Linked DNA regions of Hordeum vulgare: region 1 is linked to region 2. A link is a contact called in public Hi-C data. All regions are on one chromosome and are shown on one strand. The core of a region is the stretch at or near the end of the contact, and the rest is flanking DNA. Distances in the headings are between cores, read along the strand shown.

Region 1 (4,094 bases), core at 433-2,932, 860 kb after region 2:
ATTATTATGAACAAGGAAATATAATAATAACTAATTTATTATTGCCTCTAGGGCATATTTTCAACATGGAGAAACTATCGATCCGGGCATAGGTCGGGGGCCTGGCTGGGAGTGATGTAATGTTCGTGCCATACAGGTCGAACAGTGTATGCAGGTCAACCAAACAGTCAAGATTCTTCCCGCACATGTCTGGATTGGTATTATGCAGACAACCAAATGCATCCATGGAGATTTTACCACTGCAACATCATGGTTCATACTGCTTGTGTGTGATATTCATGTTGCTAACCTAAGGAACGGAATGTATGTTCTCGCAAACCTAAGATGCATCAGGGCAAAAGTTAAATCGGACAGATCATTTGTGGTTGCTTCAGTTGAACTTGTAAACGACTATCTAGTTCGGAGGCTGCAGTAGTTGCTAAATGGCAACAGCTTTGTATGTATGTAGAAATTATTAGATGTATCTCGAACAAACGTTTCACTTGCATATAAAAATGTACAAGTTTTATAAATAGTGTAAACATCAAACTTATTTTTTAACAAAATGTTAATAAGTTAATTTTGAAATGGAAATCATGTATTAAAAAATTTAGATATGTCAGAATGTTCTTGATGTATAGCAAAATTGATAAACAAAAAATCATTTATAAGTATTAATTGCATATTTTAGAAGTGTTAAACACATATAACATAAATTTCAAACGTACAATAAAAATGTACATAGAAGCCGATGAAAATGATTCAAACAACACAAACGAAACAGGAAAAAGTTAGTGAAAAAGGTTCTAACACCATAAAAAACCGACGAAAACCACAAAGAAGAGCACGGAAAAATAAAGACAGAACAAATTGAAAGAAAGTAAAAGAAAAATAGGGAAACGAAAGAGAAAGTAATACAACCCAAGAAAACCAATAAAAAATAAAGAAAACAAAATAAAACGAAAACGAAAACAAAAAGAGACTTAGAAAGCAAGTGAAAACAATGGAAACTGAAGTCATAACGAACAAAAAAGAAAGTGAAAGAAAATCGAAGAAAAATGAAAAGAACTGAAGAGAATTCAAAAGAAAACGAAACAAGATGTGAAGAAAATCAGATGAAATCAGAAGAAAATAAGTTCATCATTTTAAAAAAATTAACGATTTTGGAAAATGTTCATTGAATTTGATAAAAGTTCAGCGATTTTGAAAAAAAGTCGATGAATTTGAGAGAAGTTCATCGCATTTGAAAAAGTTTATAAATCTGAAAAAGTTCAAAAGAAAAGAAAGGAAGCCTGAATAAAAAATAAAGGAAAATAAGAAAACCAAAATAATGCCACGCAGAAGTTGACGAGCGAACCGCAAAAACCCGATTTTGAAAGCTTCTGGAAACTTCCCAAAACCGAAAGATTCCCATAACTAAAGAGACAAATAAAAAAAACAGGCTAACAATCACTGGTTGTTAGATGGTGCAATGATTACTATCCTTGAACCCGAAGGAATAGATTATGAGTTCGATCATGAGCGCACCTGTTTTGAACCTTTAAACATAAAACATGAGATATATGGGCGGCCCAACTCACAAAAGAGGGGGACGATTTAGGCCCCGTTTGCAAATCAAAATGCAAGAGATATATGGACCAGCCCAGTTCGTAGCACAGGGAAACCAGCCCAGCTTGCAGCAGAGGGGGCCTGCTTTAGGTGTCCCTTTGCAAAAACGCATTTAAACATAAAACATGACATACATGGGCGGCCCAACTCACAGCATAGGGGGACGCTTCAAGCCCCCCATTTGCAAATGAAAACGCGAGAGATATATGGATCAGCCCAGTTCATAGCAAAGGGGGAACGGACCAGCCCAGCTCGCAGCAGAGGGGACGCCTTAGGTGTCCGTTTGCAAAAACACCTACAAGGGGCGCCAGGACCTTCTCAATGTCGCTTGTTGCAACAAAGTGTAAGCGTTTCACACAGGGACAATTAACCTGTGACGACCCATTTGCGGTGTCACGACTGCGAAATGAAAAACACAAAAAAAAGGAAACGAGGTGTGACTCAAACTTGCGACTTCGTAGTGGTATTTGCGATGTGCTAGCCGCTACGACTAGCAACTGTCGTGTTAGAATTAAGGATTATGAATCCTGTGTCGACCCTGAGCTAATCTCTCTAGTCGAATCTGATCCTTTTCACGATTATGAGTCTGAGACGGTCATAGCCCATCTTGCCAAATTATCCGAAATAGCTAACCACTTCACTAATCAGGAGAAGATCCGCCACTGCTATATTCTTAAGTTGTTTCCTTTCTCTCTAAAGGATGGTGCTAAAGCCTGGTTCACCTCTCTTGCTCCTGGATGTGTGCGTAGTCCCCAGGAGATGGTCTATTACTTCTGTGAGAAATATTTCCCTACCCATAAGAAGCAAGCTGCCTTGCAGGAAATATACAACTTTGATCAACTCCAAGAAGAGAGTCTTCCACAAGCTTGGGGGAGGCTCGTCCAGCTACAAAATGCTTTGCCTGATCACCCTCTTAAGAATACCGAGATACTTGATATCCTCTATAACAGACTTACCGATGCCTCTAGAGACTACCTAGATAATTGTGTCGGCTGTGTTTTTAGGGAACAAACTGTAGAACAAGTTGAGACCCTACTGAATCACATCTTGATCAACGATAATGCTTGGACTATTCCCGAACCACCTCCTAAGCCAACTCCTAAGAAAAGAGGTATTCTATTCCTCAGTCCCAAAGATACGCAAGAAGCCAAGAAATCTATGCAAGAGAAAGGCATTAGATCTGAAGATGTCAAAAATCTACCACCTATCGAAGAGATCCATGGTCTCGATAACCCGATACATGTAGTGGAAGTGAATTCTCTGCGTAGGTTTGACGAGAGTGATATTCCTTTTGATAAACCTGCTAGCCTATGCTTTGACGAATTTGACAACTTTGTTGCCAAACAACAGAGTTTCAATGATTATGTTAGCAGACATTTGGAACAAAGTGCTTGTATGCTTAACCATTTAAGTGCTTGTGTAGACAGAAATGTCAATGTTCTGAAGCTTCTGAGTAAACATCCCTCTATGATTACTACTCTGGTAGAACAAGTACTTAAAGCTCAGAATGACCTGCTCAATGAATTAAATGACAACTCTGTCAGAGTCATTACTAGAGGAGGCAAAATGGCTCAGGAACCTTTGTATCCTGAAGGTCATCCTAAGAGAGTTGATCAAGATTCTCAAGGAGTCAATGCTGATACACCTAGTCATCCTAAGGAGAAGAAGAAGGATGATAGAAACCTGCACGCCAGTTCACCAAATACTGTCACACTAGAAGAACCTAATGATATTTCTGCGTCTGATGCGGAAACACAATCAGGTGATGAACATGAACCTTGTGACAATATGGACAGTGATGTTCATAATAATGCTCAACCTAGCAATAATGAGGATGTGGAGATTGAACCTACAGTTAATCCTGATAATCCACAACCTAAGAGATACGACAAGAATGACTTCACTGCTAGGAAGCATGGTAAAGAAAGAGAGCCATGGGTTCAGAGACCTATGCCCTTTCCTCCTAAGCCATCCAAGAAAAAGGATGATGAGGATTTTGAGCGCTTCGTTGAGATGATAAGACCCATCTTTCTGCAGATGCGGTTAACTGATATGCTCAAGATGTCTCTGTATGCCAAGTACATGAAAGATATCGTGACTAATAAACAGAAGATACTAGATCTTGAGATCTCCACCATGCTTGCCAATTACACTTTCAAAGGTGGAACTCCTAAGAAACTTGGTGATCCCGGAGTGCCCACTATACCTTGCTCTATTAAAGGAAACTACGTAAGAACTGCCTTATGTGACCTTGGAGCCGGTGTTAGTGTTATGCTGCTTTATCTTTATCGTAGACTTGAATTGGATAAGTTGACACCCACTGAAATATCTCTGCAAATGGCCGACAAATCAACTGCTTTCCCTATCGGCATTTGCGAGGATGTGCGTGTTGTGGTTGCTAATACCACTATCTTAACGGACTTTGTTATCTTGGATATTCCCGAGGATGATGCCATGGCTATTATCCTCGGAAGACCCTTTTTAAACACTCCAGGGGCTGTTAAAGA
Region 2 (4,362 bases), core at 1,651-4,150:
GAACCGGTGCTGAAGAAGGGACGGAAGAGAAAGCGGGTGGTGAACGCCAAGCCGGCCGAACACCGCGTCAAGTGGACGTCCAACGAAGACGAGTGCCTTGCCGAAGCATGGAAGACTGTCAACATCGACCCAATCACCGGCACGAATAAGAACATCGACATGTACTTGTGGAGAATCAAAATGGCGTTCGACGAACGCAAGCTGGTCGACCTCGACTTCGCGAGCATCCACATGGACCGCGGCGAGAAGGCGATGGCGAACCGCTGGTCGACGATCCAGACGTCCTGCAACAAGTGGCATGGCATCATGGAGGAAGTCGCAGCTCGTCCGAAAAACGGCGCAAACGTCGAGGGTCAGGTATGCAAACAGTTCAGCGGCCCTAGTTCCTCACGTCGCCGTATGCTTTGCTGACATGTTTCGTCCGCCGTCTTATGAATATGCTTCGGATGTTCGCCATGTACTGCGCCGACAACGAGGACCAAGAGTTGAGGTTCTTCACGTGTTCCCTAGGATTGAATCATACGAGAAGTGAAGTAAAGTTCAGCTCGCTCTCGACAAGGCCAAGGACACCTACAACCGAGACGCGCCTGCCCCGGCTGCGGCAGAAGGGCGCCCAGATGGCACAAAAAAAGCCAGGGCAGCGAGGGACGCGGCGCCCGCTGCCCAACGGCTACACGCTTCGATCGAGCAATGTATCGCCGACATCAAGAGAGGCGCTGCCAGGACGGAGGAGAAATCCAACGCACGGTGGTCGGCGTTGATGATCAACGTCGCTGCGAAGAAGAGGAAACCGATCTAGAGTTCTTGATGAAGGCACACACGTCGAAGATGGACGAGAAGGTGAAGGCGTGGTACATAGTACAATACGACCACATCTTGAATCAGATGACAGTGCCGTCGGCCACCACGGCGACCGCAATGACGACCACAACCACGACCACGACGACGAGCCCAGCCACGCGGAACGTACACCGACCGCGAGCTCGACTACGCCGATGAAAGAAAGCCCAGCGACGCCAATGATAAACCCGTCTACGCCGGTGGAGGAGGAGCCGCACCCGTCGAGTTAGCCGTGTCATCCGGTTTTTATCCTTTCCTCTCGAGATGCTCTTACACTCCCCAAGTGGAGATCCTCCAGAACGCGCTCCGCATGCAGCATGGTGAACCTGGATGCTGGCGTGGCATCGGTGTCCATCGCCTCCTTTGCTTTTCAGACGGCGCGTCAGCCTGAATAACAAAACAACGAGTGGGTTTCACTGAAAAAATTGCACTGAAAAGGTTGCTATACTAGCCAGTAGTGTCTCTCTCTCACTCTATGTTGTACTCCTACTTACACACAGGTGAAGATTCCCCGAAGCATATACGGCTGCCACCTTTAAAAGCTGATTTTCGTGGCACGAGGGAAACATATAGGATCGCGAGAACCCTTACACGTATAGACATTAAGAGATCTTACCACATGTTTCATGTGGTATCTAAGAAAACGAGTCCATACGCTTACGTGTGGGCCAAATAGATAATGCCTATACGTCCGACCTCCTGTCTCACATCAGGTCACCGCATGTATGTGATTTTTCTTTTGGATTTTCAGTTTTCAAAATGTTTATTTCTTAAATGAAAAATTGATTGAAGATCCGTTTTTATCATTAAATCCATCGCGACGAGATCGTCGAAACTAGATCTCATATCAATATGTTTTGATGATTTTTTTAAGTTAAAAGTTGTCATGTGTGTTGCATATGAATTACCATGTTGTTTACATTAAAGTTGCCATGATATATTTCAGTTATTTTTTCTTTAATTTTCAAAACTAAATTTTAACATATTGTAAAATGAAAAATTAAGAAACTAGACTTTAACGGTAGTTGGAAATATAACGGTAGCTTTAAATCTGAAATTACCATGGTTAAATGAGGAATTAAGAAATTTTAACATATAATCTGAAATTACCATGGTGAAAAAAATTCCATGATCAATTTATAAAGAATTCCGTAAAAAGTAGTTGAAAATATAACATTAGCTTTAAATCTAGAAGAAAAAATAGGTAAAACATGACATGGCAACTTTAGTCTAAACACTATAACAATTATAATGTAAACATCATGGCAATTTTTGGTCAAATTTTCTTTTCATCGATCATGATCAAATTTCTAAAATTGTCATGATCTATAAACTAAATTTGCCATCATGAATTACTAAAAATTACCATGATTCATGCATTACATTTATCGTGGTTAATTACTAAAAAAATAACATAATCAATTAATAAAAGTTGCCGTAAAGAGTAATTGAAAATATAACGATTTTAAATCTAAAAAAATTTGATAGAACATGTCATGGCAACAGTACTGTAAACACTATAGCAACTACAGTGCAACATAATGGTAGGTTTTGTCTAATTTTTTTTATCGAAACATATCAACATAAGATCTAGTTTTAAAGATCTCGACGAAACGGATTTAATTGTGAAAATGAATTTTTAGTTAAATTTTTAATAAGGAGATCAAACATTTTTAAGCCGGAAATCAAAAAAGTTTTCTGTTGAGAAAGAAACTGACGTGCGGCTGAAGTGGTTAAATATCCATACACTAACCGAGTACTACGTGGAAAAAAATTCAGACATCAGTTGTCAAGGTTCGTGCAGCAGCAAACAGACGGTAGTCCATGTGTGGGCGGTTTACAAACGCTCATCCATGTGAACGTTATCTTTTACTAATATGGTACTACATGATGTTGAAAAAGCAAGCTTCGGACTTTTGGTGGATGATCAGACACCATGCAAGGCACGTAGCATGTTTGTTGGTGCAGTGTCCCTTTCCTTACTCGGACACATGGACCGGCTTGTGGCTACCAGTTAAGCAAGCAAGCTTCACGTCTGGTCTGGAGTCAAGACTACTGAACTAGATTAGCTTATTGTGGCTGCGGTAGTTTCGACATGTTCCTTCCTACCATCCATGAATTAATTGTCTCTCTTCGTGCGACGAAAACCTAGCAGAATGTAAAGTCTTTTTCCCATAAAGGTAGATAGACAGCGACGCCATTTTGATTCCATGAAGTATGCGCCATATTTTCCATGTGAACAACCGCGTTGTGTGATACTGACACGTACATAAAATGTGACATGCACGTCGTGACATGCTTCGTGTCACCAGCGAAAACAACAGAGGATAGGCACAGCAAGCTGGTGGTAGAAATCTGACGCGTCTATACCTATCTAGGCTTGTACAGTCAGATGTTAGTATTTACTCCCTCCGTTCCTAAATATAAGTACGGAGCAAAATGAATGAATCCACACTTTAAAATATGTCTATATACATCCGTATATAGTGCAATAGTGAAGTCTCTAGAAAAACTTATATTTAGAAACGGAGGGAGTACTAAGTACTAAGTCAAAGGGAAACGCTTGTGGCCGGCCGGTCGCGCGCCGACACACACATGCTACTTATTAGGCATGTAGTTCTTTTCCATCTAAACTTGCTGTAACTAGCGTTTTCTATTTGCTATATTTATCTATAAAAAAATTACATATACGTTTGGTTACAACTCTAGTTCATCAATTTTTTTGCTACAATCGGTGTTTTGATTTTTGCTACAACCGTGTTAAATTTTGCTACAACCGGTATTATTTTTGCTGCAAACGTTCACTAAAAAAGTTGCATACACGTTCGTGAGAGTTTCAACCCGAGTTCACCGGATTGTTTTTACTACAATCGACATTTTGTTTTGTTACCACGCATCATCAACGTCTATTTTTCTACGATCACGTTGATATTTTTCTGCTATAACCATATTTTTGTTGCAACCATGACGGAAATTTGCTGAATCGTGGCCGAAATTTGCTGCATTGAGGAATATTGCTGCATGGATAGATCTAACGGTGTGCCACACGTATCTGACGGCCGCGCTGCGACCGGCGCGAGCGTTCGGGTCGGCGCGCCGGCGCCCAATACTGCCCTAACTTATATCACCCGCATATGTCCCAACTTGTTGTACGCACGCAATTTACCATCCAAAACCATCCGCGATTGATTCTCGGATCAGTCGGCTTGTTCGCAAATCAAAGCAAATTAGAGGGATTTGCAAGAGGCCGGACCATCATCACATAGGACTCCGGCAATGCCGACCCACCTATCCTTCCCCCGTACCCCCGAACCCGCATCTTCAACCCTTTTCTTTTTTTCTACATCTGCTTCTTTCCTCGTCGACATCGCTGCTCTACACCTTCGCCACCTGTCAAGCCCTTCTCGGACCTCTGCGAGCTCATCCAGCACACCAGGTCCCCATGCCACTTTGCCTACGACTTCGGTCCAGAACTCTCTTCCATTGATTGCATAGGTACCATCATCCCCTACGGGGGTCACC

Evidence for each region. A called contact is a pair of places that touch in the nucleus more often than the background predicts.
Region 1: a Hi-C map of leaf shows a contact between it and region 2, with 6 times the contacts expected there. The contact joins two enhancer-like sites. A contact is called at or near these places in 2 of 6 Hi-C or Micro-C datasets (leaf and seedling).

The regions. Positions count from the first base shown.
Region 1 is chr5H:322,895,594-322,899,687 of MorexV3_pseudomolecules_assembly, forward strand. No RefSeq gene overlaps it. Among protein-coding and RNA genes, the nearest start is that of LOC123396661, 110 kb to the left of the region's middle. Within about 2 kb of position 1,683, at least 3 of the 3 cell types and tissues checked have open chromatin away from gene starts, as enhancers often do. A contact at or near this core is called in leaf, where this site is marked.
Region 2 is chr5H:322,039,036-322,043,397 of MorexV3_pseudomolecules_assembly, forward strand. No RefSeq gene overlaps it. Among protein-coding and RNA genes, the nearest start is that of LOC123398449, 130 kb to the left of the region's middle. Within about 2 kb of position 2,901, at least 1 of the 3 cell types and tissues checked has open chromatin away from gene starts, as enhancers often do. A contact at or near this core is called in leaf, where this site is marked.